Regions from separate parts of the Macaca mulatta genome. Here region 1 is linked to region 2. The links are chromatin contacts, called in public Hi-C maps. All regions are on one chromosome and are shown on one strand. Each heading gives the region's core, a stretch centred on a gene start, on an enhancer-like site or on the middle of the called end of the contact. The rest is flanking DNA. Distances are from core to core; before and after follow the strand shown. Region 1 holds the start of ACTG1 (actin gamma 1). Region 2 holds the start of LOC144335570.

Region 1 (4,118 bases), core at 2-2,501, 160 kb before region 2:
GTGGGCTGGGCGGGCCGCCGTGCCTGACTCGCTGTTCTCACTCCCAAACACGGGGTCGCGAGCTAACCTTGCAGGGCTCGGCACTCCGCGTGGGGACCCTGGCCCCGTCCCCCAGCCTGTCGAGTCAAGCTGAACGCCCCGCGACCTCGGGCGAGTCCGTCGCCTCACTGCGCGGCCTGACTGCCACCCCTCCGCGGCCGGCGCTCCAACCCTGAAAATTCCAGCGGTGCACAAGGAAGCTGTAGTGCCGGGCGCCTCTCGGGGTGTGTAACCAAAGCACCGGCGCCGCTCCGGGCAAGGAGTGAGCGCCCCGAACCAGCCAGTGCCTAAACCCACGCAGCCCTGACCCCTGCCCTTAATTAGCATCATAAAAAGACGAGGGGATCCCCCCGACCGTCCGAGACTGCGGAGCCGACCTTCAAGAAAGTCAGGGTTCCCGTTGTCTACCTCAGTTTCCCTATGATGTCTACAGGTGACCAGAATGAAACAAAGGCCTCGCTCCACACCACTTCCTCAACACACAAGGGGGCGGGGTGGCCCCAACCCGGAGCGCGCGCCTGCGGACAATCGGGCCTGTGATTTGAGGAGCAGGAATGAGTCGGGCAGAAAGGGGTCTCGGTCTCCAAAACAACGTAGACCCGGGGCAGGGCGTCCCGTGGAAGGACCTGCATAGTGGTGGCTGCGCTCGGGGACCAGGGCGAAGTGAGGGCTCCCCCGCGCCCAGGAATGCAGAGTGTCGGGGACCCCCGCCGCGCCCCTTCCCCAGCCCGGCACCGGCGCCCGGGCTCCTCGTGGAGCCGGAGGGGACAGGCCGCAGGGACGTCCCAGGGAGCAAAGCCCCGCAGCGTGGCCCAGGCCTTGGGGACCCAACCCAGCTCCGGCGCGGCCCCGCCCCGGCCAGGCAGTTTCGGGGCGCAGCCGCGCCCTCACCACGGCGCGACAGTCCCGGGGCGGGGCCGGGCCCGTCAGCCCTTCGGTCCTCCCGGCGACCCCCGGAGGCCGCCCCGACCCAGCCCCGCCCGATGGCCGACCCGCGCAGGGTCGCGAGCGCGCGGGGGTGGCGCGGGCGGGGCCGTTGGGAGGCGGTGCGGGCTGGGGCCGGGGCCCCACGTGTCTCTGCCGGGCGGGCCAATAGGCGCCCGGCTTTCGGAAAGATCGCCATATATGGACATGTTCTGGGGCCGCGCGCGCCGCCGGGCCGCGCGGGCGCGCCGCTTCCGCTTAAATAGCGGCGGGGGAGGCCGCGAACGGTCTCAGTCGCCGCCGCCAGCTCGCGCATCTTGTTCTTCTGCCGCTCAACTGTCCTAGTCCTCCGCCGGTAAGCACCCCGCCCCGGGGCCTGAGCTGCATGTCTCAGGCCTGCGCCTCTCGACCCCGGCTGGCCTTGCTTTGAGCTGCGGAGGCCTCGCCGCGCCTTCACCGGGAACAAAAGGCGGGGTGGGCCGGGCCGGGCGGACTGGCGTTGGGCGGGCGCCGGGGGTCCAGGGCGGGGCCCGGCCGCAGTGCAGAGTCCCGAGCCGCGGACGTTACGTAAAAGTTCCGGCCGCTGGTTTTAGGTGGTTGCGGTCTTGGAGGCTTGTGTCTCCGGGGTTGGGGCAGAGCTGCCTCTTCTCCGCGGAGGAACATTAGTGGGCTGTGGGGTTTGTCTTCGAGAGGCGCCCGCCTGAATCCGTCTTTTCCCGGGCAGGTCGCAATGGAAGAAGAGATCGCCGCCCTCGTCATTGACAATGGCTCCGGCATGTGCAAAGCTGGCTTTGCTGGGGACGATGCACCCCGAGCCGTGTTTCCCTCCATCGTCGGGCGCCCCCGACACCAGGTGAGTGGAGGGCACCGCGGGGCTCCTGGGTTCTGCGTTGCGGGGTGGGCTCGGTGCCGCCGACGAGGCTGACGGGTCAATCCCTGCAGGGCGTGATGGTGGGCATGGGCCAGAAGGACTCCTACGTGGGTGACGAGGCCCAGAGCAAGCGCGGCATCTTGACCCTGAAGTACCCTATTGAGCATGGCATTGTCACCAACTGGGACGACATGGAGAAAATCTGGCACCATACTTTCTACAATGAGCTGCGCGTGGCCCCAGAGGAGCACCCGGTGCTGCTGACCGAGGCCCCTCTGAACCCTAAGGCCAACAGAGAGAAGATGACTCAGGTGAGGCTCGGCTGACGCCCGCGCTCCCGTCGTTTCCCTTGTCATTTTTTGCCCAGCTTGATTTCTGACATTTAAGTGTTTCTTTCGCTGTTCCAGGCTCTGTTCCTCTCCCGGCATTTCCTCCCTGAAGTCTCCAGGTTTCTCATTTGGTTTCTGCCTGCGTTCTTTTCTTTTCTTCACACATCACACTGGCATGCGGCATGTTGTGGCGTGTGAGCATGGGGTGGCCGTGGGTCTCTGTCCTTGACTAAGCCGCTCCTTGTTCCTCCTCAGATTATGTTTGAGACCTTCAACACCCCGGCCATGTACGTGGCCATCCAGGCCGTGCTGTCCCTCTACGCCTCTGGGCGCACCACTGGCATTGTCATGGACTCTGGCGACGGGGTCACCCACACGGTGCCCATCTACGAGGGCTACGCCCTCCCCCACGCCATCCTGCGTCTGGACCTGGCTGGCCGGGACCTGACTGACTACCTCATGAAGATCCTCACCGAGCGTGGCTACAGCTTCACCACCACGGCCGAGCGGGAAATTGTGCGCGACATCAAGGAGAAGCTGTGCTACGTCGCCCTGGACTTCGAGCAGGAGATGGCCACCGCCGCATCCTCCTCTTCCCTGGAGAAGAGCTACGAGCTGCCTGATGGCCAGGTCATCACCATCGGCAATGAGCGGTTCCGGTGTCCGGAGGCGCTGTTCCAGCCGTCTTTCCTGGGTAGGTGTTGTGAGCTAAAGTTTTCTCCTCTTTTCATCCTGGGCAACTCAGCACCACTAAGGGAGGGCTTTGTTCCCTAGGCATGGAATCTTGTGGCATCCATGAGACCACCTTCAATTCCATCATGAAGTGTGACGTGGACATCCGCAAAGACCTGTATGCCAACACGGTGCTGTCTGGTGGCACCACCATGTACCCAGGCATTGCCGACAGGATGCAGAAGGAGATCACCGCCCTGGCACCCAGCACCATGAAGATCAAGGTGAGTTGAGGGGTTGGTGGCCTTCTGCCTGGCTCTGGAGGCCTGACTGGGGGCGCTGTGTGAGCTGAAGCCATGCCTGGCTGTCTTTGCAGATCATCGCACCCCCAGAGCGCAAGTACTCAGTGTGGATCGGTGGCTCCATCTTGGCCTCACTGTCCACCTTCCAGCAGATGTGGATTAGCAAGCAGGAGTACGACGAGTCGGGCCCCTCCATCGTCCATCGCAAATGCTTCTAAATGGACTGAGCAGATGCGTAGCATTTGCTGCATGGGTTAATTCAGAAGTATAAATTTGCCCTTGGCAAATGCATACACCTCATGCTAGCCTCACGAAACTGGAATAAGCCTTTGAAAAGAAATTGTCCTTGAAGCTTGTATCTGATATCAGCACTGGATTGTAGAACTTGTTGCTGATTTTGACCGTGTATTCAAGTTAACTGTTCCCCTTGGTGTTTGTTTAATACCCTGTACATATCTTTGAGTTCAACCTTTAGTACATGTGGCTTGGTCGTTTCGTGGCTGAGGTCAGAACGTGCTTGTGGAAGACAAGTCTGGCTTGGTGAGTCTGCATGGCCAGCAGTCTCCGATCTGTGCAGGGTATTCATGTGTCAGGGCTTGAGTGTTCTGGGATTTCTCTAGAGGCTGGCAAGGGCTCCTGAACCAGTTTCTGCCCTGCCAGTCTGTCAGGGTTGGAAAGTCCAAGCCATAGGACCCAGTTTTCTTAGCTGACGTTTTCTGCCAGAACACCGTGGGCTGTTACTTGCCTTGAGTTGGAAGCGGTTTGCATTTACACCTGTAAATGTATTCATCCTTTTAATTTATGTAAGGTTTTTTTGTACGCAATTCTCAATTCTTTAAAGAGATGACAACAAATTTTGGTTTTCTACTGTTATGTGAGAACATTAGGCCCCAGCAACACGTCATTGTGTAAGGAAAAATAAAAGTGCTGCCGTAACAGATGACTGGCTCCTGTTTGGGGAAGTAGCAAGTGGGCTGGGAA
Region 2 (3,953 bases), core at 1,442-3,941:
TGCCTGTAGTCCCAGCTACTCCGGAGGCTGAGGCAGGAGAATGGCGTAAACCCGGGAGGCGGAGCTTGCAGTGAGCCGAGATCCGGCCACTGCACTCCAGCCCGGGCTACAGAGCAAGACTCCGTCTCAAAAAAAAAAAAAAAAAAAAAAAAAAGATATCTGTGGCCGGGTGTGGTGGCTGATGCCTGTAATCCCAGCACTTCGAAGGCCAAGGCAGGTGGATTACTTGAGATCAGGAGTTTAAGACCAGCGTGGCTGGCCAGGCGCGGTGGCTCACGTCTGTAACCCCAGCACTTTGGGAGGCCGAGGCGGATGGACCATGAGGTCAGGAGATCAAGAGCATCCTGGCCAACATGGTAAAATCCCATCTGTACTAAAAATACAAAAATAAGCCAGAAGTGGTGGCGTGCGCCTACAGTCCCAGCTCCTTGGGAGGCTGAGGCAGCAGAATCACTTAAACCCGGGAGGCAGAGGGTGCAATGAGCCAAGATGGCACCACTGCACTCCAGCCTGGGTGACAAAGCAAGACTCCGTCTCAAAAAAATGATATCTGCAACGATCACAGCATGATTGGAGTCATTTTAGTTATTTCAGTTACGTTGTACATTCATCTCTGAAGGGAATGTCAAATTTTAGTTAGAGATCAGTGAAAATGAATAATGAGTTGGGGTTGATTAGCAAAAAAAAAAAAAAAAAAAGAAAAGTGGGACGGGGTGTGGTGGCTCACACCTGTAATCCCAGCACCTTGGGAGGTCAAGAAGGGAGGATCACTTGAGGCCAGGAGTTTCAGACCAGCCTGGACAACACAGCAAGACCTCATCTCTACACAGCAAACACGAAAAATTAGTTGGGTGTAGTGGCTCAAACCCTCTGGTCCCAGCTACTTGGGAGGCTGAAGTGGGAGGATTGCTTGACCCTGGGAGGTTGAGGCTGCAATGAGCTGTGATCCTGCTGCTGTACTCCCTGCCTCAAAAAACTCCACAAAACCAAACAAGCCCCCCCAAAAAAATTTTTTTTTAATTTTTTGAGACGGAGTCTTGCTCTGTTACCCAGGCTGGAAGTGCCATGGCGCGATCTCTGCTCACCAAAACCTCCGCCTCCTGGGTTCAAGTGATACTTCTTCTGCCCCAGCCTCCCGAGTAGCTGGGACTACAGGTGCGCAGCACCACACCTGGCTCATTTTTGTATTTTTTAGCTGAGATGGGTTTTTACCATGCTGGCCAGGCTGGGTCTCTAACTCCTGACTTCATGATCCGCCCGCCTTGGCCTCCCAAAATGCTGAGGTTACAGGTGTGAGCCACGGTGCCCGGCCCTCCAAATAATTTTTAAAAGATGATAATGTCCTATTCAAGTCCACGTACCCTGTGGCTCCCCCATGAACTTCCTGCCTGCGGTCTTTCTGTGGGGTTAGGGACACTGGGCCGAGGCCAGCACCTGGGGCGGGCAGTGGTTGGGGTTGGTGGTTGGGGTTGGCCTCAGTGACAGTGCACGTGTGGATTGTGAATTTTTATCTAACCCGTGCGTATCTGTTGTTTCACGCATGACTGTGATTTGTTCACATTTGTTGAGATGACCGCATGGGGCCTCCTCCTGGCACTTGGCTCTGGGGTTTCAGTTGCCACATTTTCTTACTGTTCCTGTCCGCCTGACAGCCCCCATTTCCTGCTTTTGTTAGATTCATCAAGTCTTCTTTGTTCCATGTTTTTCTCTCTTTTTTTTTTTTGAGACGGAGTCTTGCTCTTGTTGCCCAGGCTGGAGTGCAGTGGCGCCATCTTGGCTCACCGCAACCTCTCCTGTGTTCAAGTGATTCTCCTGCCTCAGTCTCCTGAGCAGCTGGGATTACAGACGCATATCACTACGCTCGGCTAATTTTTGTATTTTTAGTAGAGGCGAGGTTTCACCGTTGGCCAAACTGGTCTCGAACTCCTGACCTCAGGTGACCCGCCCACCTAGGCTTCCCAAAGTGCTGGGATTATAGGCATGAGCCACCATGCCCGGCCTGTCCCATTGTTTTCTTCTAATGGTTTGGAAGATTTACATATTTCTATTCATCTAGTGGTGACGTTAATTTTTTTTTTTTTTTTTTTTTTTTGAGATGGAGTTTTGCTCTTGTCCAGGCCGGAGTGTAGTGGCACAGTCTTGGTTCACTGCAACCTCCACCTCCTCAGTTCAAATTATTCTCTTGCCTCAGCCTCCCAAGTAGCTGGGATTACAGGTGTCTGACACCATGCCCAGCTAATTTTTGTATTTTTTAGTAGAGATGAGCTTTCACCATCTTGGCCAGGCTGGTCTCAAACTCCTGACCTCAGGTGATCCACCCACCTCAGGCTCCCAAAGTGCTGGGATTACAGGCATGAGCCACCACACCCAGCCGGTTATTTTAAATGTTTAACATGTGCACTATATTTCTCTCTTCCTAACCCCATCCAGAGTTCCTCAGTCGTACATGATCCCCTCTGAAAAGACACGGCCGCTGTGCGGTTTTCTCTCCCTCCTCCTCCCCTCCCACGGCCCGTGCTGGCATCATCCAGAGCCTCCTTGCAGACAGTTGTGTTTCCAGCATGAAGCCCCTCGATGGCCCATGTATCCTTCATCTCCCTCTTGGACTTGTGTTTTGTTTTGCTAGGGTACCTCATCTAGTAATGATTTCAGATAGTACTTGTTGGAAAGAAACTCTCTGAGCACTTGGCATGACCGAAAACAGTGTTTGTTCTTCCTCCCCACTGAATGGCTGTTGGGCCTGGCATCGAATTAGAGCCTCCAAATTTTCCCTCCGAGCCGTGAAGGTGCCCCCTCCACAGTGTCTGAATCCCAGCTTGCCAATGTGTGATGTCAGATGAAGATGTTTTTCCTCTCTCCTTCCCCTCCTCTTCTTTCTTCTTTCTTCCTTCTTCCTCCTCCTCCACCTCTTCTTCTTCCTCTTCCTGCTCCTTCTCCTCTACTTCTTCTTCATTTTGTTGTTGTTGTTGTTTGTTTAAACTCACAGGTTTTTTCCCCACTTGACACTTTTCTCTTTTTTCCCCGTGTTCCAAAACGTCAAGTGTCTTTTCGGCTCTGGGCAGTTTTGTGTCTTGGTTTCCGTTAACATTCTCTCCCTCCCGTTCCCTCTCCCCTGGAATTCCGTTTCAGTGGATGGAGAAAACTCTGGGCCTGTTTTCCATGTTTCTGAACTTTTCCTTCACACGTTCTAACCTTTCTGCCCTGTGACCTGTGTTCCACTGAATTATCTGGCTGGACCTCCCAGCCCACTCACTCGGGCTCAACTGAGGCCCATCGATTTGAGGATTTCCTGTTTCAATGCCCCATGTTTTAATTTCCCAAGATATCCAGTGGACTTTTGGGAAGTCTTCCTAAGTCTTATTTTTATTTATTTTTTATATTTTTTGAGGCAGAGTCTTGGTTTGTCATCCAGGCTGGAGTGCAATGACGCAATCTTGGCTCACTACAACCTCTGCCTCCCGGGTTCAAGTGATTCTCCTGCCTCAGCCTCTCGACTAGCTGGGATTACAGGCACCCGCCACCACGCCCAGCTCATTTTTGTATTTTTAGTAGAGATGGGGGTTTCACCATGTTGGTCAAGCTGGTCTCAAATGCCTGACCTCAAGCAATCCACTCACCTTGGCCTCCCAAAGTGCTGGGATTACAGGCGCGAGCCACTGTGCCCGGCCCCAAAGCTTATTTTTATTTGTTCACATGAATGTGGTTTTGTTGGTTATTGTTTCTGAATCTTCTGTAAATTTTTGAATAATACCTAAAATTATAAGGAAAAAAGCAAAAATCTGAGTTCATGTCCCTAGATTCTTTTTTGAAAGAGTAAAATATCTTTCTCTTCTCTCTGAAGCTATTACTGGTGTTGTTTTTGAACGCTGTGTGTTCCAAGACTCTTGCTCAGTGCAAGTTACACAACTGCAGCAAACAGACCCCAAACATAGCTGCCCACGCCAGCCAGCGGC

Evidence for each region. Hi-C and Micro-C count contacts between places; a contact is called where the count stands out from the background.
Region 1: a contact with region 2 is called in a Hi-C map of fetal cortical plate, with 2.6 times the contacts expected there. The contact joins the promoter of ACTG1 here to the promoter of LOC144335570 in region 2. A contact is called at or near these places in 2 of 14 Hi-C or Micro-C datasets (fetal cortex germinal zone and fetal cortical plate).

Annotation. Positions count from the first base shown.
Region 1 is chr16:91,215,337-91,219,454 of T2T-MMU8v2.0, reverse strand. It overlaps ACTG1 (actin gamma 1), which reads left to right and starts at 1,251. Exons shown (of 6, transcript XM_015120580.3): 1 at 1,251-1,318; 2 at 1,688-1,816; 3 at 1,906-2,145; 4 at 2,419-2,857; 5 at 2,938-3,119; 6 at 3,212-4,075. The coding sequence starts at 1,694. The coding sequence ends at 3,355. It overlaps LOC144336058, which reads right to left and starts at 1,064. Exons shown (of 4, transcript XM_077973370.1): 1 at 448-1,064; 2 at 68-211. The coding sequence starts at 671.
Region 2 is chr16:91,055,605-91,059,557 of T2T-MMU8v2.0, reverse strand. It overlaps LOC144335570, which reads left to right and starts at 2,691. Exons shown (of 8, transcript XM_077971062.1): 1 at 2,691-2,786. The coding sequence starts at 2,691. It also overlaps the pseudogene LOC144335571.